3 separate regions of the Mus musculus genome follow, and regions 1 and 2 are each linked to region 3. A link is a contact called in public HiChIP or PLAC-seq data. All regions are on one chromosome and are shown on one strand. The core of a region is the stretch at or near the end of the contact, and the rest is flanking DNA. Distances in the headings are between cores, read along the strand shown. Region 1 has its middle 17 kb from the start of Zfp985. Region 2 has its middle 42 kb from the start of Zfp987. Region 3 overlaps Zfp993 (zinc finger protein 845).

Evidence for each region. HiChIP or PLAC-seq counts read pairs in DNA pulled down with a chosen protein or histone mark.
Region 1: a contact with region 3 is called in an H3K4me3 HiChIP or PLAC-seq map of embryonic stem cells, with 4 times the contacts expected there. The contact joins two enhancer-like sites. A contact is called at or near these places in 3 of 115 datasets of contacts at active chromatin or transcription factors (double positive thymocytes, embryonic stem cells and stem cell-derived neural progenitor cells).
Region 2: an H3K4me3 HiChIP or PLAC-seq map of embryonic stem cells shows a contact between it and region 3, with 11 times the contacts expected there. The contact joins two enhancer-like sites. A contact is called at or near these places in 5 of 115 datasets of contacts at active chromatin or transcription factors (embryonic stem cells, epiblast stem cells, extraembryonic endoderm stem cells and 1 more) and 2 of 9 other capture datasets (adipose tissue and pancreatic islet).

What each region holds. Positions count from the first base shown.
Region 1 is chr4:147,534,625-147,537,782 of GRCm38.p6, reverse strand. No RefSeq gene overlaps it. Among named protein-coding and RNA genes, the nearest start is that of Zfp985, 17 kb to the left of the region's middle. Within about 2 kb of position 1,407, at least 7 of the 459 cell types and tissues checked have an H3K27ac peak or open chromatin away from gene starts, as enhancers often do. A contact at or near this core is called in embryonic stem cells, where this site is marked.
Region 2 is chr4:146,054,125-146,057,076 of GRCm38.p6, reverse strand. No RefSeq gene overlaps it. Among named protein-coding and RNA genes, the nearest start is that of Zfp987, 42 kb to the left of the region's middle. Within about 2 kb of position 1,531, at least 10 of the 459 cell types and tissues checked have an H3K27ac peak or open chromatin away from gene starts, as enhancers often do. A contact at or near this core is called in embryonic stem cells, where this site is marked.
Region 3 is chr4:146,908,183-146,911,092 of GRCm38.p6, reverse strand. All of the region lies in intron 6 of Zfp993 (zinc finger protein 845), which reads right to left. Among named protein-coding and RNA genes, the nearest start is that of Gm21411, 8.4 kb to the right of the region's middle. Within about 2 kb of position 1,497, at least 20 of the 459 cell types and tissues checked have an H3K27ac peak or open chromatin away from gene starts, as enhancers often do. A contact at or near this core is called in embryonic stem cells, where this site is marked.

The sequences.
Region 1 (3,158 bases), core at 158-2,657, 630 kb before region 3:
AGTTTGCCAAGGCTAAGATAGCTGGAGAAGAGGCAGTTACAGACACATATACACTTCCCTATTCCTAACAATATTTTTTGTGAGTAGCAATAACTTCCTCTATGGAAAAACTTTTAAATTAGTTATAACGTCAATAAGAATCATAACAAAAGTGGTGGTGGGGAACTATACCAGAATGCCACTCCCACTCAAGTAAAAACTCTGTGGCAGGCCCAAAGGCTTGGCCTCAGTCCTGAGGCATAAATTTTCAAGGAACTTGTCTCCCGGAATGATTCTGGTGTCCCATAAACAAATATGTCTCAGATTCATCCTTGCTATACTTGGTGAATGGTTCTGTGTGCTTTCTTTCAGTATTATTTTATTATAGGTGCCTCCAAGGAATGATTTGTCAAATACCTAAATTAGGTTGAACTTTCCTTCCTGGCCTTCACCAATGTCCTAGGCAGTCCTTGAGCCAACCCTGGGCTTAGAATTTAGTAACTATGACCTATTCAGATGAATTGACTCCAGTTTTGAAGGAGATATATTGAAAGAAATAAGGCATTACTATCTACTACATAGAGTTAGAAAATTCAGGGCAAGCTTAAGAAAGTAAGTTTAGAATTCTTATTATAGTTATGTATGGCAGACTACATTACTTAATAGAAGAAAGTTCCCCACAAAATCACTTAGAATAACAGCCAATTCACTACCATATACAGGAATTTACAATGGTTTAGGAAGAAGATCCTACTGTGGTTGAAGGAGGAACTAGAGTATTGCATTATTCATGAGAACATTAGCTAGAGCAGAATTCCCTAGCACATACTTTCACTAGCCCAGAGGAATAGCATAGCTAGGTATTTACTAAGAGCTGTGTGGTGGTAGGATAAACAATAAATCAGAATTAGAACTATGGCTTGTACATGAAAGCCCTTGCCACAGGAGCATAATGACCTCATACATGGCTTCTAAGAATACAGCTGACCTGAGATAGAGCTGACTTTGTCTCAGTTCTTACATTGACTAGTTCCTGACAGTCTTTATGTATGCATTCTTCTGTTTTGTGTAAAGAGTCATTAAGAATCGGGTAACCTCAGCGTACCTTGAGTGATGCGTCACCTCACTTCCTTATTTTCTTCTGTATTATAAGGATGATGCTCACTTTGAGAACTTACATTCAGATCAACACTCCCTTGTGTTCTTGTCTGATTGACACTCGACACCGACTCCTTGCCCACCTGAATACTGAAACCCTGATCTCCTGAATGTTGAGGGACCACCTGAGTTCAGTCTGTGTCACCCGAATTCGCCATGAATTTCCTGGCTTGAAAGAAAACCCTCATCCATGTATCAGGCTCTCAAACGTTCTCAGAGCAATGCATGGGGATAGAACTCCTGCCTCAGTCCAGAGGGTTTCCAGAACAGAGAAACTGACATTCATGCCACTGATGAAAAGGAACCACCTAAGAGATTTTATTTGGGGTTCCCTTAAGTGGGAAGGAAGTCTACCAATGGCCAGATGAGACACAGGGGTAAATTAATAAGAAAGGGGAGAATTGTGGAAGGAGGAAAGTGTATGTTGGACTCAGTTGTCTTGTGCTTAGTGGGAGACTTCCATGGCTTCCATGGTAGTGAGGCCATGGCTCTGGGCCCACATGGTTTGCACAATGGAGGAATGTCATGGGTGTGTGTGAAGGGTAGTCCTTGTTGTGGATTGCCCTGGTGCTGTTTGTATTTTGATGCTAATTCTGCTTCCTCAAATGGAGCTGCCCCAAGGAGGAGTGGATCACATTCTCTGGTGATTTAATGTGAAACTTCTCCCCATTTAAATTGGTCAAATTGGTCAAATAAAGACTGAAGCCTGTGATTGGGCAGTGGAAGGAAAACGTGGGGCTGGAGGTTTTAGAAAGGGAGAAGAGGGGAAGGAGGAGAGGCAGACAAGGAAACAAAGAAGATAGTGGAAGATGGAAGAAAAGGAGGTGGAAGGAAGATGGAGCAAAACCACGTGGCCTGGTGAAGCCACAAGTAGCAAGGGATCTACACTTCTAGACAGTATTTATCCAAAGATGGCCTGCATCTTAGTTATCTTAATTTCAACTCATTTCCCTCGAGGAATTCCCATGCAGAGGGAAGATAAATTAGAATGAATATTTGCCGGGCAGTGGTAGCAAATGACTTTGATCCTAGCACTTGGGATGCAGAAGCAGGCAGACTTCTGAGTTCAAGGCCAGCCCGATCTACATAGTGAGTTCCAGGAAAGCTAGCACTATACAGGGAAACAGGCTCAAAAACAAACAAACAAATAAATATATGAATTTAAAAAAATAAAAGAATGGATATTTTTAGCACATAAACAGCGTAAGAAAACCCTACATGGAGAAGGTCTTTGAATTTATACTAAAAGGAAAAAAAAATGAGACTTTGACAATTAGTTGGAACGGACCCAACTAAAATCGTGGTACCTTTTAATAATGCAGAGATTGCCTCCTTATGGCCACAAGGTGAATCTTGGTAAAGAACATGCAGTAACTTCTTGGAGAGATTAAAAACAGATACTATAAAAGTATGATTTCATTTCATAAAAAGAACTACTTGGATTCTCCCTCATAAAATAAAGGAAATTCCATTATCTGGAGCCCCTACATTTTACGCTGAGGCCAATAAATCAGGAAAGGCAGGACATAAATCAGAAGATGTAGGGTACTGAATATTCTTATAAATCTGATCAAATATCTGAATTATGTGCAATACTCATGGTGTTGTCAGATTCTGAAGAGTCTCTTAATATAGTAACTGACTCTCAATATGCAGAAAGGGTTGCTTTTCCAATACAGACTGTTGATCTTATTCAGGATGAATCTGAATTGACTTCACTATTTCTTCAGCTAGCACAATTGATAAGAAATAGGAGTCATTCACTATATATAACACACATAAGATCGCATACAGGTTTGCCAGGCCCTCTGTCACAAGGTGATAATGAAATTGACCAGCTATTGATAGAAAGAACAAAAGAGGCTTTAGAATTTCATAAAAAATCATGTTAACAGCAAAGTTTTAAAGAAAGAGCTAAGGAAAATGTGAGGCAATGTCCTACTTGCTCATTATACAATCAAATTCTATTACCTTCAGGAACTAAGCATAAGGGTATGAAAAAAATGTCCTTTGGCAAATGG
Region 2 (2,952 bases), core at 282-2,781, 850 kb after region 3:
AATAAATAAATAAATAAATAAATAAATAAAATGCATTCACATTTCTCTAAGTAAGCAAGTGAAAAGCTACATGGCAAGAAATTCAAGTATCTGAAGAAAGAAACAGGAAAATATCAGAAGTTGGAAATACCTCCCTTGCTCATATATCAATAGGATAAACATAATGAATATGTCCATCTTACCAAAAAGAAACTTAGAGATTCAGTGCAATTCCCTTCAAAATTCCAGCACAATTCTTCACAGATTTTGAAAGAAAAAATCGCAACTTCATATGGAAAAGCAAAAAAACACAGGATAGATAAAATATTTCTGAACAACAACAAAAAGAACTTCTGGAGGCATCAATATCTGTAATTTTAAGCTTTACAGCACAAAAATTAGTAATAAAATTTTGCACGGTACTGGTATAGAACTAGATAGGTGGATCATTGGAATTCAATAGAACACACAATAATAAACCCACTCACCTACGGACACAATTATTGGCAAAGAAGCTAAAACCATACATTGAAAGTGGAGAGCATCTTCTATGAATGATGTGGTCTAACTGGATGTCTTCATGCAGTAAAATGCATATAGATCCATATTTATCACCCTGCATATCACTCAAGTCCAAATGAATCAAAGACCTCATTATGAATCTATACACATCTAAATTAATAGAACAAAAAGTGGGGAATAGCCTTGAACTCATTGGAATAGAAAACAACTTCCTTAATAGAACACCCATAGCCCTGATACTAAGGTCAAGAATTAATAAATGGAACATCATAAATGTGAAACCCTTCTGTAAGTCAAAAGACAGCATGATCAGGATACCTATAGATTAGGCAAATATCTTCACTTGTTCTACATACAATCGTCAAGGATTCCTGCTTCTAAGTAGAATGAGGGGAGACTTGTGTGAGGGGTTATAGGGAGAAGAGGAAGGGCTGATATTGTGATCTAGTGTGAGCAAATAACTTCAATCTAAAAGATACACATGAAGAATAGGAAGACCTTCATTTACATGGAAAATAGAAAATAGAAGCATGACATGTGAATATGCATGTACTGCTTGCAAGGTGAAATGATGATTGTCTAAAGAATTCTCCAAATATTTCAGACCAAAAAAGTATAGAAATTTGAATTGTCCTAATTTTACAATGCATTACAATTATCATTTCTATGTTTATTAACATACACAGAGGTATGAATAGAGTGGTGATCTCATCATTCATATGCACAGTTCAATAAATTATAAAATCCCTAATATTTATTCTTATATAGAAAGTCAATTACATGGTCATTAGGAAAATCTTGAAGATAAATCTTGAAATAGGAAAATAATATTTAAAATAGTTTCATACAAAATTGATTATACAGACAGAATATGAAGAAGAAAATTCATACCATATTTTTCCATACATTTTCAATGATTTCTTTTTTTTTTAATTTTAGCAGAGTTTTACCTCTTTACAGAGCATATGTGTAATATGCTCTGTGCTGTTGCTAACTGGACTCAGAAAAAGGCATCAGATGTCCCAAACTGACATTTAGGGTGGTTGACAGGCACCATGGGGGTCAGGCATTGAACAAGTTTTCTATTTAAAAGATGGTGTTAGCTCCCTTGTCAAAGATCAAGTGACCATAGGTGTGTGGGTTCATTTCTGGGTCTTCAATTCTATTCCTTTGGTCTACCTATCTGTCGCTATACCAGTACCATGCAGTTTTAAATCACAATTGCTCTGTAGTACCGCTTTAGGTCAGGCATGGTGATTCCACCAGAGATTCTTTTATCATTGAGAAGAGTTTTTCCTATCCTAGGTTTTTGTTATTCAAGATGAATTTGCAGATTGTCCTTTCTAATTCTTTGCAGAATTGAGTTGGAATTTTGATGGGGATTACATTGAATCTGATTGCTTTCAGCAAAATAGCCATTTTTACTATATTGACCCTGCCAATCCATAAGGATGGGAGATCTTTCCATCTTCTGATTTCTTCTTTGATTTCTTTCTTCAAAGACTTGAAATTCTTATCATACAGATCTTTCACTACCTTAGTTAGAGTCACACCAAGGTACTTTATATTATTTGTGACTATTGTGAAGGGTGTTGTTTCCCTAATTTCTTTCTCAGCCTGTTTATTCTTTGTGTAGAGAAAAGCCATTGATTTGTTTGAGTTAATTTTATTTCCAGCTACTTCACTGAAGCTGTTTATCAGGTGTAGGGGTTCTCTGGTGGAATGTTTAGGGTCACTTATATATACTATCATATCATTTGTAAATAGTGATATGTTGACTTCTTCCTTTCCAATTTGTATTCCCTTGATCTCCTTTTGTTGTCAAATTGCTCTGGCTAGGACTTCAAGTACTATATTGAATAGGTTGGGAGAAAGTGGGCAGCCTTGACACTGCCAATAAGACAAAAAGGCCACCAACAAACTGGGAAAAAATCTTTACCAATCCTAAATCAGATAGGGGAGGATTATCCAATATATATAAAGAACTCAAGAAAATGGACTCCAGAAAATTTTAAAAAAAAATTTAAAAATGGGGCTCAGAACTAAACAAAGAATTCTCAACAGAGGAATATGGAATGGCTGAGAAGCACCTAGAAAAATGTTCAACATCCTTAATCATTGGGGAAATGCAAATCAAAACAACCCTGAGATTCCACTCACACCACTCAGAATGGCTAAGATCAAAAGTTCAGGTGACAGCAGATGCTGGAGAGGATGTGGAGAAAGAGGAACACTGTTCCATTGTTGGTAGGATTGCAAGCTTATACAAACACTCTGGAAATCAGTCTGGCGGTTTCTCAGAAAATTGGACATAGTACTACCGGAGGATCCAGCAATACCTCTCCTGGGCATATATCCAGAAGATGTTCTAACTGGTAATAAGAACACATGGTCCACTATGTTCATAGCAGCCTTATTTATAATAGCCAGAAGCTGGAAAAAACCCAGATG
Region 3 (2,910 bases), core at 248-2,747:
TGACATAATTTTTCTTTCTTTCTTTCTTTTTTTTTTTAACATAAGCACAATATGGGAAAATATAAAACTCACCACAATGGGTAACAAGGTGTCCATGGGCTCAGAACCCTGTTCTCTAAAGAAAGACCATCAGGTCTAGACTTGTGCTTCTGAGCTCTTACTTCCATGCTGGCCTAGAATCCATTTTTAACCTCTCACAGTCATCACAACAGGTTTTGAACCTCAGAGGTCACAAGAGAATCCTGGAACTCATTACTTTCATGAAAGAGTTGACTTCCAGCCATATTCTCTAAGGTGACTTGGGTAATTCTCCAGTCTCCTTTCCACAGCCTATGAAGATATGCATGGGTATACATAGAATATTATAGAGCACAATCAGGGAATCTTCTATGAACAAATGGCTAAACAGTTCAGTATGTATTGTAGGTCTCTTTCTATTTTTTCCTTCCTTCCTTCCTTCCTTCCTTCCTTCCTTCCTTCCTTCCTTCCTTCTTTCCTTTCTTTATTCTTTCTTTCTTTTGCCAAATATCTAAACACTTTTTGAAAGGAATTTTTCTTTATTGCCTCACCCTTCAAGCAGTAAATAATATTGTGCCTAAACCTAACATCATTTTATTCATCATTTTCTTTGACTAAGGTATCCAATTCCTCTACATTTTGTCCTAGTCTAATAATCTGTCTCTCACACGTTCTCTATGAGTTATTATTATTTGCCTTACTGCATTTTCTTTTCAGGATCTTTTCCTTGTTTATTTCTAAGCACATATTGAACTCAATTTTCATATCCTACGTTGTCCTCCTTTCCTTTAGGCATTTGCTATTATTCTTTAGCCCAAGAATCATTTTGTTCCTGTTCTCTTTCAGTTGATATATGTGGTTTACACACTTTAATCTCTTTGATAATGACTCTGGGTTTTCTATTCTTTACCTAGGATATCATGTAAATTGCTATCTTTATAAGATACATACACAGTTGATAGTTTGAGCCAAAGACATTTTATCTTAACTTTACTTTGTTTTGGGTATTGAGCATCAGAATTCAGAGGGACTGCTTAATTGTGTGCATTTTTAGCCCAGGAGGATAGACTCCCATTGTGAGAAGTTAGGCAGGATCCGTTGTATCTGAAGGATTCAGAACCCAGGTGCAGTGTCTTACTACATTCAGTTCTGGTCTAGTCTGGCAGCAACCTTGTGGGAAGCTGAGGAGAGTAGATCCTGAGAAGTTGTGTTTCCACAACAGAGTTGGAGGAGTGGTTCCTGATGGGGAGGTTGGGCCTCCTACATGATTAGATAAGTTTAAGAAAAAGACAAAATAAAAACAAAGAATCAATCAATCAATGAATTAAATAAGCAAGCAAGCAAAAATCCAAACCAACAAAAATTGCTCTGAAGAACCGGGAAGCTAATTAATTAAAAAGTCCTGAAGTAGGTGGGCTTAGAAGAATGGCAGGAAGCTGCTGAGTATTGGGCGGGTCCAGAAGGAGTGGCTCTGAGGAACCTAGATTTCCGCCATTCCAGCATTCTCAATGTTTCTCGGCTGCCTCGTGGTCAGGAAGTCGTGGAGGGAGACTAGTGCCTAGTGTTTGCGGAACCTGAAAACTTCCTTAAGCTGCAGTTGCTGTGCTGGCCTCCTAGGATATTCAGCAGCTGGTCCTGTCACCTGCCAGGTCAGAGGAGCTTTTGTGCTGGGAAACGGGCAGGAGCAGGGCAGGCGCGTGGAGCAGGGGTGCGTTTTCTGCCACTCTTACAATTCTGTTGTGGATATCTTACCATTATCAGGAAGTTTTAGTTCCTGTGAATTGAGTTTATGGTGATGTTTTAATTGATTTTATGGTTGCCAGAATATTTTTATAAAACAACCCTGTACATCCTTGGCCCTCTGTGGAGTTTGTATACCGGGAGGGTTGTTTTTGCAAAGGCCTTAATAAAGTTCCTCGAATTCAATGCTTTCTTAACTCCCCTGTTCCTCAATTTGCCATTTAATTTCCCTTTCTCTAGGGAACTGAGTAGGCATCCCGAGAGAGCTTTGTAGGTATTTGTCATATGGGGACCAGTGCAGATTTGATAGAATTAGAAAATATTCCTTATAAAGCACCATCGTATGGCTGTAAATATTATCATTAACCAAGCAAAGTTATATTCTCCGTTAGCTGAACACAGAGGTATATGCATACTTTGATGTAAATACATCATTGAGAAATGTGTCTACATATGCTTTGTTATTAGTGTCACACCTTAGGTTTGAATAAAACATGAAGACAGGATTGCAGCAAGGTACTTGTGAGGAGAAATTTCCTTAAGGAAATGAGGACAACATAGGATATGAAAATTGAATTCAATAGGTGGTTATAAATACAAAGAAAGGAAAAGAAAAAAGAAAAGAAAAGAAGACCCTGAAAAGAAAATGCTGTAAGGTGAATAATAATCATTCATAGAGAATGTGTGTGAGACAGATTATCAGACTTGAAGATATATAGTAGGTTCTGTTAAACCTGAGTGTCGCCAGAGAAAAACCAATTCCTCCATGTGGGCCAGGTTTATCAAATAATACATCCTGACCAAGTGATAGATTTTGGTCACATGCTACAGGCATTTTATAGGCCATTGTACTTTCCTATGAGGCTTTATCATTTTCCTAACAAATGCAACCTACAGCACTTCAAGAAGATACCTGGTTCTTGTGCTGGTGGTAAGGTTAATTTTTGGCATTTTAGTGAATTCAGAGATATCTGGTTGGGTCCAGACTGAACCAGGCCATCAGGTGGGGGAGGGGAATTGAGGATGTGATAGAGAATAGAGGGGCAGGTCTAGAGATAACCAGCAGCCAAGAAAGCACCTATCCAACTATGACTTCATTGATATGTTAACAGGTACCCCAGGTAGCCATTCTTCCTGAATTTCTTTGAATTT